Regions from separate parts of the Bos taurus genome. Here all the other regions are linked to region 2. Evidence: chromatin contacts called from public Hi-C data. All regions are on one chromosome and are shown on one strand. The core of a region is the stretch at or near the end of the contact, and the rest is flanking DNA. Distances in the headings are between cores, read along the strand shown.

What was found. Hi-C and Micro-C count contacts between places; a contact is called where the count stands out from the background.
Region 1: a contact with region 2 is called in a Hi-C map of skeletal muscle, with 5 times the contacts expected there. The contact joins the promoter of SEC23A here to the promoter of FBXO33 in region 2. A contact is called at or near these places in 3 of 11 Hi-C or Micro-C datasets (liver, skeletal muscle and an unstated tissue).
Region 3: a Hi-C map of liver shows a contact between it and region 2, with 2.1 times the contacts expected there. The contact joins the promoter of TRAPPC6B here to the promoter of FBXO33 in region 2. A contact is called at or near these places in 2 of 11 Hi-C or Micro-C datasets (liver and an unstated tissue).

The regions. Positions count from the first base shown.
Region 1 is chr21:49,100,089-49,104,189 of ARS-UCD2.0, forward strand. SEC23A (SEC23 homolog A, COPII coat complex component) reads right to left here and starts at 2,824. Exons shown (of 20, transcript NM_001435085.1): 1 at 2,685-2,824.
Region 2 is chr21:49,307,216-49,311,561 of ARS-UCD2.0, forward strand. FBXO33 (F-box protein 33) reads right to left here and starts at 2,928. Exons shown (of 4, transcript NM_001205749.1): 1 at 2,160-2,928. The coding sequence starts at 2,773. LOC104975415 (a long non-coding RNA gene) reads left to right here and starts at 2,827. Exons shown (of 8, transcript XR_009492185.1): 1 at 2,827-3,786.
Region 3 is chr21:49,154,083-49,157,792 of ARS-UCD2.0, forward strand. It overlaps TRAPPC6B (trafficking protein particle complex subunit 6B), which reads right to left and starts at 1,985. Exons shown (of 6, transcript NM_001038134.1): 1 at 1,760-1,985. The coding sequence starts at 1,840.

The DNA.
Region 1 (4,101 bases), core at 1,574-4,073, 210 kb before region 2:
TGCTCAAATATATTTTGATAATACAAATTACAGAAACTGATGCTTAACAAACCTAAGTATCTTAAATAGCTAAGAACTTTCCCTTCTTTAAAGAAATAAGAATGTTATTAGTCAATTATATCCTAATTGAAAATATAATAAGAAAATAGAAATTAGACACTGTATTTCCTCCTATCAGAATTTCAGAGACAACTAGGGAATTTTATACTAAGCAAAAGCAATCATGGATTTTTCAAAGATTGACAAAGGGTACAGAGAAATCCTAAAATAACTAGATTTGTTTAGAAAAGATTATTTTAAAGCTAAATATAGGAGATGGCTTTGAGAAAAAAAGAAGCATTCAAGAAAAAAATGGCTGTTGAAAGATAATGATAAAACAAAGGTCAAGGATAATCAGAGGGGAGTTAAAAGATGCCAACATTAGTTTTAGCATAGGAAACAGTAAGAGTTTTCCAGCTCTATACGTGAAGCCAGATTTCCTTCATACAGTTCAACCAGACAACATATCAAAACAGCAAGTAGATTCGAAAATCCACCTGTCTTCTATTAAGCCTGGCTCAGCTGGTAAAGAATCCTCCTGCAAAGCAGGAGACCTGGGTTCAATCCCTGGGTTGGGAAGATCCCCTGGAGAAGGGAAAGGCTACCCACTTCAGTGTTCTGGCCTGAAGAATTCCATGTACTGTATAGTCCATGCAGTTGCAAAGAGTAGGACGTACTAAGGGACTTTTTTTTTTTCTTTTCTTTTGTTCTGGATCCTCAATAATGTTTAAGATTATAAAGAGGTCCTGAGAATCACTTCCTTAGGACTCTAGGGCTTAATTTAAAAGCATGGAAGCTGGTAGAGCAGGCTCTATGAAACTTAACGTGAAGACATCTACACACAGCCATTGGCCAGGTTTAAGTTTCTACAAGAGGTAACAAGCCTGGATTGTAACTCGACATCCTTACTTTTTACTGAGACATACTGAGTATCACCTGATTGATATTTAAGTACAATTCCCCTCCTCTTCCTCACTGTTTGTCTCCTCAATCGCTCTGCTCTAAGATCATATTTGTCCTCTAAATCACATCTATTTATTTCTTACATTATCACTTTTCAACAGCAGTCTGAAAAAGTCCCACGTTTTTCTTCTTAATTGGTCCGATTACAGAGACATGCAAAACACCTCCCCAAATTCCCTCACCTTTCCAAGGGAGAAATTAATCTTAAAATCACTCACTCTAGAACCAATCCTGCCAGGCTTGGTCCCATATTCAACAACTGCATATCTGAAATAAAGTCCTTTTGCAAACCAGCTCTTTATGAAATGGCATTATTTGATAAGCATTCTCTCCCCTAGTACTGTCTGTATAAAAGCATAAAACTAAAAAATTTTGATTCAAACACTAAACTAGGATGCAGACAATATACTAGTCATTACATTTTATTAAGTGGTACAAAACATAAAAGACCATTCTAAAGAAACGTCTCCTGTACAGCACAACTTATAATCATTGGGAATGTACTTTCTTATGGTATAACTAAAGTAAAGAAACATTAAGTCACTTTAACCTAGCACATCAGATATATGCCCATTAGCCATTTTATAGGTAGATAAGTGAGAAACATTGTAAATTGCAAGTAAAATTTGAGTTCCTTCCAATCAGATATATCTGTTAATAGACAATTAAATGTGGCTTTCCCACTTTTCTGTCCTAAAATCCTCAAAGTAGTGTCTTCAACTACTTCCCACGACTAGATTTACTATACTGTACAAATAGCTTAACCTCTCTGATCCTCAAATTCTCATCAGTAAAATGAGGGGTTTTGGTTGGAAAACTACAAGGCCCCTTCCAAATCTAAAATTCTGAGCCAATTAAAAATGACTGAACTTCCAAAATGATGTCAGTTAAGACTACTGGAGAAGGCAGAAAAGGAAGACTTAACATACATCTATAATTAAATCTAAAACTTCTTTTAACCAAGTTCACTTGGCTAGTTATCCACTCCTTTGAACGGTGGACCTTGAGGAAGCTCCCGGATTCAACATACTCACTCCAGTGATTACAAGCAGATTTACTATGACTTTTCCCTTCCCACCAAAACGGGAAAACATTTAGGGCCGAATGGAAGTACGGAAGATGGGTCCAATCTTAAAACTCAAGTCTATTTGTAATCAAGGCCCAAGGTGTGAGCTCTACCTGCACTTTTCTCCTTATCCCCTTTAACTCCCAAGGCCAAACTACGAGTGACGAAGTCACGTCGGGCCAAAGTCTAGGGCTCTTCGGATGAGACAAGGAATGAACCAAGAAGCCAAAGTACCCAGAAGCGGCGATGGGGTGGGGTGGGGTGCGGTGGGGAAGGCAGATCGGCCATGAACGGAGGGTGGGGTGCTGCGAGAGATGCCCTAACTGCTGTTTTTCACTCGACTCTATCTTTCAATCCTGATCCGGGGTAGGTGGGTGAGGGAGCCGGGTTCCCAGGCCCTGATAGAACTAAGCAGAGGGGGTGGGTGAGAAGGTCACAAGTTCAGGGCTCAAGGCAGCCCCCGCCGGGCCGGGTCGCAGCCCCTGCGCACCCCCATCTGGCCTGGGGCACCCAGAAGGCAGAGTGGGCACCACCCTCGAGACCCCGGCCCGCGGACCCGCCGCCGACCTTCCCCCGCTTCCCAGTGAGCGCTCGCGGCCCCGAAATCGATCCTTACCACAGTGCCACCACGTACGAGATCTGCGCCTGTTGCAGCCTCTACCTTACAAATCCGTCCCCTCCGCCGAGCGGCAGCGGCCGTGGCACCGCAATCAGGGACCGCGCAGCCCCGCCCCCGGCCTGCGCACAGAACACCGCTGGACCAACATGGCTGGTGCCGCCTCTGCCACGTCAAAGGGAGGGGGAGGGGCGGGGCGGGAGCTGGGGGGCGGGGGCGGGGCCATGCTGGGGCGGGGGCGGGGCCATTCTGGGGGCGGGGCGACCGAGCCGCCGAACCGCAGGGGAGCGAGCGGGACCCCGGCGGAGCCCGGAGGTTGGAGAAGGGGAGGAGAGAGGGGAGGGGGGAAAGGCGGAGACGGAGCTGGAGGGGCGGGGCGACAGTGACAAACCCACCACGACTACCCCGGAGAGGCGCGGAAACCCGGTGGAACTAAAACGCGAGGGTGGGGCTGCGTCGTGGCGATGCGGTCTCCTCTCCCAGGAGTCACGGCGGATCCCACTCCCCGTGGGCCTCCACGATGTACGACCTTCTGTCGCCAGACTCCTCACCTCGTTGAGAGAAACGGAGGTGTTCCCGAGGACATCCTCTCCTCTAGGGCCCTGGTTGATTCCAAGAACAAGCCGCATCTCCCCTGAAAAAGCAAAGTGAGAAGTTCATTCTTTCACTTAGTGCAACAAACATTTACTGAACGTTCGTCTGCTTTGTGCTAGGCACAGTAGCGATGCTGTGATACCGCGTAGGCAAAAAAGGCCAAATATTCGGTCTGGAAGAACTTACATACTATTTATACACTATTGATGTATTCCCAGTTTACCTCCCCTCCTACACTGCCTCTGCCACCTCTCCCCGCTAAACACATACAAACACACACACACACACCCTCTACAATCTTTGGTTGATTCATCTTGATGTGTTTTCTGCTTCTCTTTTCAAGAAAAGAATTGAGCAAAATGGGGAAGACAGAAACTGGCTGGAAAGACACTGAAGCTTGATGGTCCGAGGCAATCCCACCCTTCAGTGAGGAGTTTGTTGACTAAAAAAATAATATAGTCACAACCTTAAAGAAGAGAGGTATTTTATTTGGTGGAAATGTTAAGGACTTTGAGCCCAGAAGCAGCATCTCACTAGACCTGAGAAATCTGCTCCAAGGAGGCAAGAGGGGGAGTCATGCTATATACAAGTTTACAACAAAGTGAGGCAGGCAGTCTGACCATCAAAGATTATTGTGAGGTAAGAGAAAACAACATTCAGAAAACTAAGATCATGGCATCTGGTCCTATCACTTCATGGCAAATAGATGGGGAAACAGTGGAAACACTGGCTGACTTTATTTTGGGGGGCTCCAAAATCACTGCAGATGGTGACTGCGGCCATGAAATTAAAAGACGCTTACTCCTTGGAAGGAAAGTTATGA
Region 2 (4,346 bases), core at 1,678-4,177:
ATAAGAATAGGCTTTATCCGAGTTATCAAATAAACATCTTGGTTTAAAACATTTTCAAATTTCTCTAAAGAAAACTAGTTTCACTTAAATTTTTAACATCCATATTAGTACTTCCAATATTAGTAAGAGTATCTCAAAATATTTTCAAAAATAAAGCTGAGATCTTCCTTCCAAATATATAAAGATTTTTTTAGAGGGCAGTCTTATAGACAAGTAGATTGAGATGCTAAAGAGGTAGGTTCACTTTTATTTGTCAACTTTACCTCAACACATACAGCTAAAAAAATAAAAATTGACAGGGGTGAGGAAGGGACCGGAGAAAAACTAAACAACGAAGGGAAGAAGTGACATATCACTCTTTTGCCTTATAACCTTTACCTGTCCAACCAACCAATCGGTTAAAAGGAACTAGATAGAAACTTTGTAAAGTGGGTTCTTACTTGGACAAAAGACGTGCATTTTTAAATGACTGCTCAGAACTGCTATCTAACCTCAAGAAAAATATAACTGATACTGGCAAATCACTTGACCCTGTTACGTTTCAGTTTCCTTTCTATAGAGAATCCACCCCACTTCTACCCTCCACTGAATCATCAGTAATAAGTGCTCACTACTGACTCTAACCTCTGGGTCACCTGGGCCTCCAGCCACACATCCAACTCTGACAGAAAGTCTCCAACATCATCAAGACCAACTTATAGCCTTAAACAGCCTCTTTTGCCACATAAAATCAAAGTGAGGAAATAAAATGGCTTGGTGTGAAAAGCTAGGAAAATACACAGTATACTGGGATGATGCAGCCATGCTCCAGATACAACTTGCAGCTAATGCTTATTCTCCACCCTTGTGATTCAAACAGAGAATTAAGAATACAGATGTATCTATCTCACTTAGCATAACCAGGACCTTCACTCCATCCTGTTCAACATAATGTATTTACTGCAAAAGGAAGTACACTGCTGTCAGAGAAAATCAATACTGTATGATAATGCTGTATAGTAATTTGCTGTATGATAAAATGCTGTATGATAATTTGCAAATTATTTGACCCTGTTAGGTTTCAGTTTCCTTTCTATAAAGCAGGGATAATAGCAGCTGTCCTAACTCCCAGGTTCGGCTGGAAGGATCAAATAAGATCCTGAATGTGAAACTACTTGCAAACTGCTAAACTCTTACTGCTATCTAAGTTGCTCCTTTTTTGAACTTATGAACTTTCCTCTACCTCACTGTTTAATTTTAAGCTTAGAATATCCAGATAGAGAAAATCTACGTTAAGAGGATTCTGGAGAGGGCGGTAGATAAATAATGGAAAACACTGATTAGGACGACGGGCCAGAACACAGGAAGTTAGCCCCAGAATTACAGTAAAGTCTTGATGCACAATCAGGACAGTTTGGGCTTACCCTTTGCAGACACTGGCCAGTTCCCTCAACACACGCAAACACCAAGCTGTACTGTGCTACTTTTAGGTGAATCACTGGGGACAAGTTGAGTCTGGAGGTGCAAAAGGGAGGGACCTTCTAATCCTGATGATTAGGCAGTTCCCCGATCCCTTAAAAAAAAACATTTTCTCCTACTCTGTGCCTGGCCTAGTTAAAACCATTTTCGGTAAGAAAATGGCTGTAAAAGATTTCTTTTTTTGCCGGGAGAGTCTCCAACCTATGCGAAACCTGTGGCATACCTACTCCCTCCGCCACCACGAACTATTTTGATCGGATAGGTTCAGAATGAAACAACAACAATAACAACAACAACAAAAAACAGATTAGTTTTCTCCCCAGACTCATTCACAGGCCTCACCCTCCAAGCTTCAGCTCTGTCATCCGTAAAATGAAGAATGACCGCGCCTGTACTCCATCCCACTGCTGCCGAAAGGATGAATGAGACAGTGCCTGGAAGGCGCCAGGAGTGCTGTCTGATAAACACCAAGTCCATTACTGTTTATAAAGTATTAGGATGAGTCCTGTTATGTCCTCCTGCCTCAAGGAAATCGCCGGATTAGAACTGACACCCCCAGTCACCGAAAAAAGCAACGCTGAAGCGGGCGGGGCGTTTCCACACTGAATCTATTTCGAGGTGAGAGGAAGCAGACGACCCTGCGTCCCGGGAAGTGGAGGCGGTGGGGAGGAGGAGGAATGGAGGGGCTGCGAAGAGCCTACCTGTTGTTCCGGATGCTGACTAGCACGCACAGGACCAGCTCTAAGTAGGTGCGCAGCACTTCCAGCCAACGGGTTGAGAGCTGCAGGGCTTCGACTTCTTCCCCGCCAGTCCCGGCGTCCGCGCTGCCTCCTCCATCGCCCGGGCCGCCGCCGCCGCCGCCGCCGCTCAGGTAGTTCTCCGCGGCGAATTCAACACGCAGCTCTCGCACGAACCAGCCGCACTTGCGCATGAGGAATTCGAGCCGTGGCTGCTCCGCGGGCGAGACGCGGAGGCAGATGCGGAGCTGGGGCCAGAGAGCCGGGTAGAAGAGGCACTCGCGCCAGTGCGAGCAGGAGGCCGAGGCCCGGAGCCGGTCGGACGCGGACAGGAAGGAGAAGATGTGCACGATCAGCTCGCTAGGCAGCGACGCGGCGCCTGCCGCCTGCCCGCACAGAGCCATCCGGCCCCGCCGCCGGCTGCCGGTCCCCGGCCGCCCCCGCAGACCCCGGAGCAGCCCCCGCAGCCGTCGCAGCTGCTGCAGCCGCAGCCGCCGCCACCGCGCCACCCGGGCGGCCCCGGCTCGGGTTCGGGCTCCCGGTGGTCGGGGCTGCGGCACTGACAAGAACAACAACATCAATGACAAGGAAGAAGGGGGCGGAACCGTCGTGGGTCTCGGCGGAACCAAGTGCGGCACAACTTGCGGAGAGGGGGAAAGGCCTCTGCAGGGGTGGCCTCCAGATAGCCAGCCTCTGGCCTCTCCAACTTTACTCACGCGCGTCCGAGGCCTGCGCTCCCGAGAACTTAAAAACCCTCCCTTGTACTGGTTAGGAGCCCGGAAGCGGCAGGATTTATTTTAAGGAACCGGGAGCCCTCCCCGCGCCTGGAGGCGGAGGCAGAGCAGTGGTAGGCGCTGAGTTTGACGTCACCGATGGTAGGCGGAGACTGGGCGTGACTGGGCGCGACTTCCGGAAGAAGGGCGCGCCCGCTTGCCGGTAGGAAAGAGAGACGAGGCACGTGATTCCTGACGCACGTAGGCCGGTGGGGCGGGGCGGGAAGCGCTGGCGGTGCCGGCAGATGGGCGCCCTCTCCCGTCTTTCAGAGACCACTCAGTCCAGTCAAGTCTGCAAGTCGGTTATCTTGGGGGCTCTGGCGGTCGAAGTGGCGTTAACTCGCGTTGGTGCGAGAGGTCGCGACGCTTTTCATTATACGCTTCTCTCTTTCTGGGCTGAGGGCTCAGAGCCAGAGTGCTGGCTTGTGTCTTTCCTAGCCGTCCCGCCTGCCCCGAGTGTTGTGGAGAGTTTCTGAGAGAGAGCCCCTGAGAAGGGGAGCGGGCGCTTTCGCGGGCTCACTCGGAGGGGCTGGGTAGGGAGAGGAGCCGCGCGGGCCGGGGCGGCGGCGAAGCCGGACCGAGGTCGTCAGTGGACGCCGCCACCCCTCGGTCGGACCTCGAAGTGGACCTGCGCGCACACCTGGTGTGCGGGGAAGGAATGAGGACAGCGCCACCCTTTGGATTTAGAGAGACAGGCGAAAACAAGGCAAATGAGTTAGATCTGCTGGTTGATAATCGGCGTCTTCTCTGGTCTTCGAGGGAGGAGGCTCCGCGTTCCCTGTTTTGAGGCCCTAGGTGTAAAGAAGCTGGTTGTTACGGTGAAGGTTTTCTTTAGCTTGGCTGCCCTCGCTTGAGAGAGGGATTTTCGAAAGAGTGTCCGTTAACTTCACCACATCTTGAAAAGTAGTAAACTGGTTGTACAGGGCAGTGAAGTCAGAAGGGAATAGGTAATTTTATGTAACAATTGAGGATTGCATTAGTGGGCTGCCGCTTCAGAGCCTTAACTATGATCTTGAAACAGCCTAGTTCTCTTGTAATTAACTTCACGAAACTGTTCTACAAGATATTTTTAGCTCTTTGAGGGCAAAATTCTCCATTCGTGATGCTTTGATGCCTTTTGGTGTCTTGTTGCCTGTGATACTGAGTTGTTACCTCTGAGTTACGTGTCTTTCGGTAGCTGTAAAAACAACAAAAAACCAACAACAAAAAAATGCGTTCCTTCGTGGTAGATCACGTCTCTGAACCTCTTGTCTGCAAGAGATTTTTCTATGTAATTCTTCTTATAATTATGAATGAATTAATGAGCAGTAATGGAAACAGCAATGAATTAGGAAGTTGAGACTTGGATTTGAATTTTTTATTTTTTAAATTCATTGAA
Region 3 (3,710 bases), core at 735-3,234, 150 kb before region 2:
CAAAATTCATTTGTTGAAATTCTAACCCTAGATGGTATTAGAAGGTAGGGGCCTTGGGAAATGATTCTGTCTTGAGGGTGGAGCCCTCAAGAAAAGCATTAGTGCCCGTATAAAAGATACCCCAGAGAGCTAGCTAGTCCCCTTCCACCATGTGAGCACACAGCCAAAACACATCTATCTATAAACCAGGAGAAGGCTTTCACCAGACACTGAATTTTCTGGTGTCTTGACTGTACTTCCCAGCCTTCAGAACTGTGAGAAATGAATTTCTGTTGTTTATAAATCATTTTGGCATCTTTGTTACAGCCCCCTAAAACAGAGAGTATCCTGCTTATGGTTCACAAACTGACAGTACCTCTTCCTGGATGTCCTAAGGTGCCACAAATTCAACCAGTCCAAAACAATTCAGTATTTTCACCTCTTCTTTATTCCTTCTCCATCCAACCCAATGGCTCAAGCTAAACACCTGGGGATAATTTTCAATTCTCATTCCTATACCTAATCAACTCTTAAGAGATTCGGCCTCCTATCTCTCAAACCGCTCTCTCCTCTTCTCTTTATCCAGATCTGCATCATCTCCTGCCTGGACTCCTATAATAATGGAGCTTCTCACTACTAAAGGTTCCCTCTCCAGTCCAAAGAATACTTTAATCTTTCTGAAATGCAAATGGACTGTGTCATTCTTTTTAAAAATCGTCCACTGAGAAGGTCCATATTTTTAATCATACAAGGTTCTTTCTAGCTTCAGCTTTCAATACTTTTCACTCTCCACCTATTCAATCTAGACACAGTGAATACTCATATTCACTCACAAATATGTAGGCATATTAAAATACTCTACACCTTTCATTCCACTATGACTTTTCCTTTGCCTAGGATGCTTGTTCTGCCCTTACTTTCTACCCCTCTTTATCAACAGCATTATAAAAACTAGAGCTTCTGACCTGAGCATGACTTTAGAATACTTTATATATGAAATCCTACAACTCCATTATTTCATACCACCCAATACTGTTAATTATTCATTGAACCCACATTCCCCAATGACTGTGAGGCAGGGACTTCATCTTATTAATCTAAGTGTCAGGCCCACAATACACTTCACATATTCTCTAAATGAATCAATTAGTGAATGAAGACTCACATACATTAGAAGTAACCTCCAGAAGAATGGGGCCATTGTTTCCTTCTTCATTACTATATCCCCAGCGTCCAGCTCTGACATATAAAGCACACTAAAATTTTTTACATTGTGTTTCCTAATCATAGTAACACATGCAAAGTTTCCTTTGCTTCGACCTCAAATCTCATTAACCTTCTTTCTCTGAGTTTCCTGGAGTGTTAGAGAGGGTTAGGGATGTGGAGGGAGGGACAGGATTCTCTGGCTAGGAGAGGTCTGTCCAGTGGACAACTGGAAAGTGCTGGAAGTGACACTGGAATTAAGTAGGGGTGCCAAAATCAGCAGTTAACTCTGCAGCAAAGCAGGGCAGGGACAACACATGGAAGGGACGAAACAGAAAATCTGTGGCCTGCTAGACACAGATACGGGACTGGACAAAAAAGTATCATAGAGTAGAAGACACGAAAGAGACAAGAATGCAAGACTGAAGACAGCTGACAGGTTCTAAGGCTTAGGATACCTGAAGGTGGACCAATTTGTCTACACTTCGGGAGGAGACGCGTGGCATGCGATAGGACAGGGGTTGAAGAAAAGAACTGAGTGGAAACAAGGAGTGTCAGGGCGTGTGGCAGCACTCACCACCTCCCCCTGCTCCGCGGACTTGTACACTCCAGACACCATCTCGTTATGCAGAAGCAAAAACAACGCCTCGTCCGCCATTTCCTGCTTATTTTTCCAAGCTCGGGGTTTCGGCTCCCGTTTGGGTCCGGCTTAGGGATTCTGGATAGCGCCCCAAATGCTTGGACAGCTACGCGGCTGGCTCAGTCCGCGGCCGGGCCCAGTCCGCGGCTGGGCCCTCGTTGCTAGGAGACCAGGAATCCACGCAGCTTCCTGAAGGTTGGTAATGGAGCGAGTCTCGTCCCGGGGCGAGCTCACCCCAGGGCCACTCAGCCCTACGGCAGAACGAGAAAGTCTGACAGCAACGGGAACCAAACCCAGCCCGTGGAAACCCGATCCGGCCCCTAGGCCGGGAGGTGAAAAAACAACATCCGGTCCCCTCTACCCCGGCATTCCGCCAGCTCTATGGTCACAGAGTTCCTTGCCTGGGGTGAACCGCTGGCGCCGATAGGAGGAAGGATTTCTCGTGTGCTAAGTGGCGAAGTTGGTAAGATAAGAAAAGGGCTCCCGCAGCCATCTCTGTTAATTTGTTTTGTTAGAACTGACAACAGTGTCTAATAGCTTCATTAAAAGCTTCCACTTCTGCTCTATGTTGCTAAATATGAAAAGTTGTAAGGAGTGAATAAATCATGTTTTCAGGCTATAAATTTTAGATTGGTGATGGACAGGGAAGCCTGACGTGCTGCAGTGCATGCAGAGTCGGATACGACTGAGGACTGAACTGAACTGATACATTTTAGGTATACTGAGAAATTATCCCAAACTGGAGTGGGTTGCCATTTCCTTCTCCAGGGGATCTTCCCGACCCAGGAATTGAACCCGGGTCTCCCGCATTGTAGGCAGACGCTTTACCATGTGAGCCACCAACGAAGTCCAGGTGTAAGATTTAGAGCCATTTTGGCCGCCAGGAAGTTTACTGGGAGTAAGGGACAAGGTGGATGGAGTAAGGAAAGAACAGGGAAATTTTAATCAGAAAATGCAAATAAAAGACTTCAGAAATGCGACGTCACTGTGGGATGGAGTTCATATAAGAATCTATGGTGGATGTGGGACAAACGCTGCAGACGTGCAAATACAAATGTTAGACCATATGCACATTTTAAATTTGGCAAACTTTGGCTTAAACGTGTTGCTGCGCCTATGATTAGTTCTTTTCTTAGTAACAAGAGATTTTATGCCCAATGAATTCATTGCTTCCCTCAAAAGTAACGCTGAGTTTCTCAAATTGTTAACCTTTCAACTCTTCATATCCTTTAATAAAATTTAAGACCATGTACCATAATTGGAATTGAGGTGGGTTTGTTTTGTTTTTAAACATGTCTCTTATAACATTTCAATCGGTTTTTTCAGCCACCACAAAAACAAGCATATGTATCAACAAACCCTTTGAAAATAGACTAATTTTGAAGAGTATTTTGTAATCTTAATCTTGATTTTTCCAGCACTAAATTTCTCATTTGTGAAATCAGGTCCTTTATGTCCAATTGTATTCTCCCTCATCACCACCAGCAAGGTCAAAGATTAGGCAAAAAATTGGTGTCTTACTAAGGTCGATTTCTCAAACCACAATAACAGTGTCTTCAGATATTTTGGAGACTAGAGGGGAAACTAATACTTATTGAGCATTACTAAATGTTGGACGTGGCATTCTACTGATTAACCCCTGTAAATGAGACTTAAATTTCATTTAAGGATGTTAGTAATAGATTCTAAGGAAGTAGGACTAGATCCTACCTTTTTGGCTGACTCGAAAAGCATCTTCCCATGGAAACACTGTTTCACTTTGTAGCACTATTACCACACTCAGGTTCCAAGTACTGCCTACTACACAGGATTGTGATAAGGATCAATGAGACTAAGCATGCTCACAATCAGTTCAGTTCAGTTCAATCGCTCAGTGGTGTCCAACTCT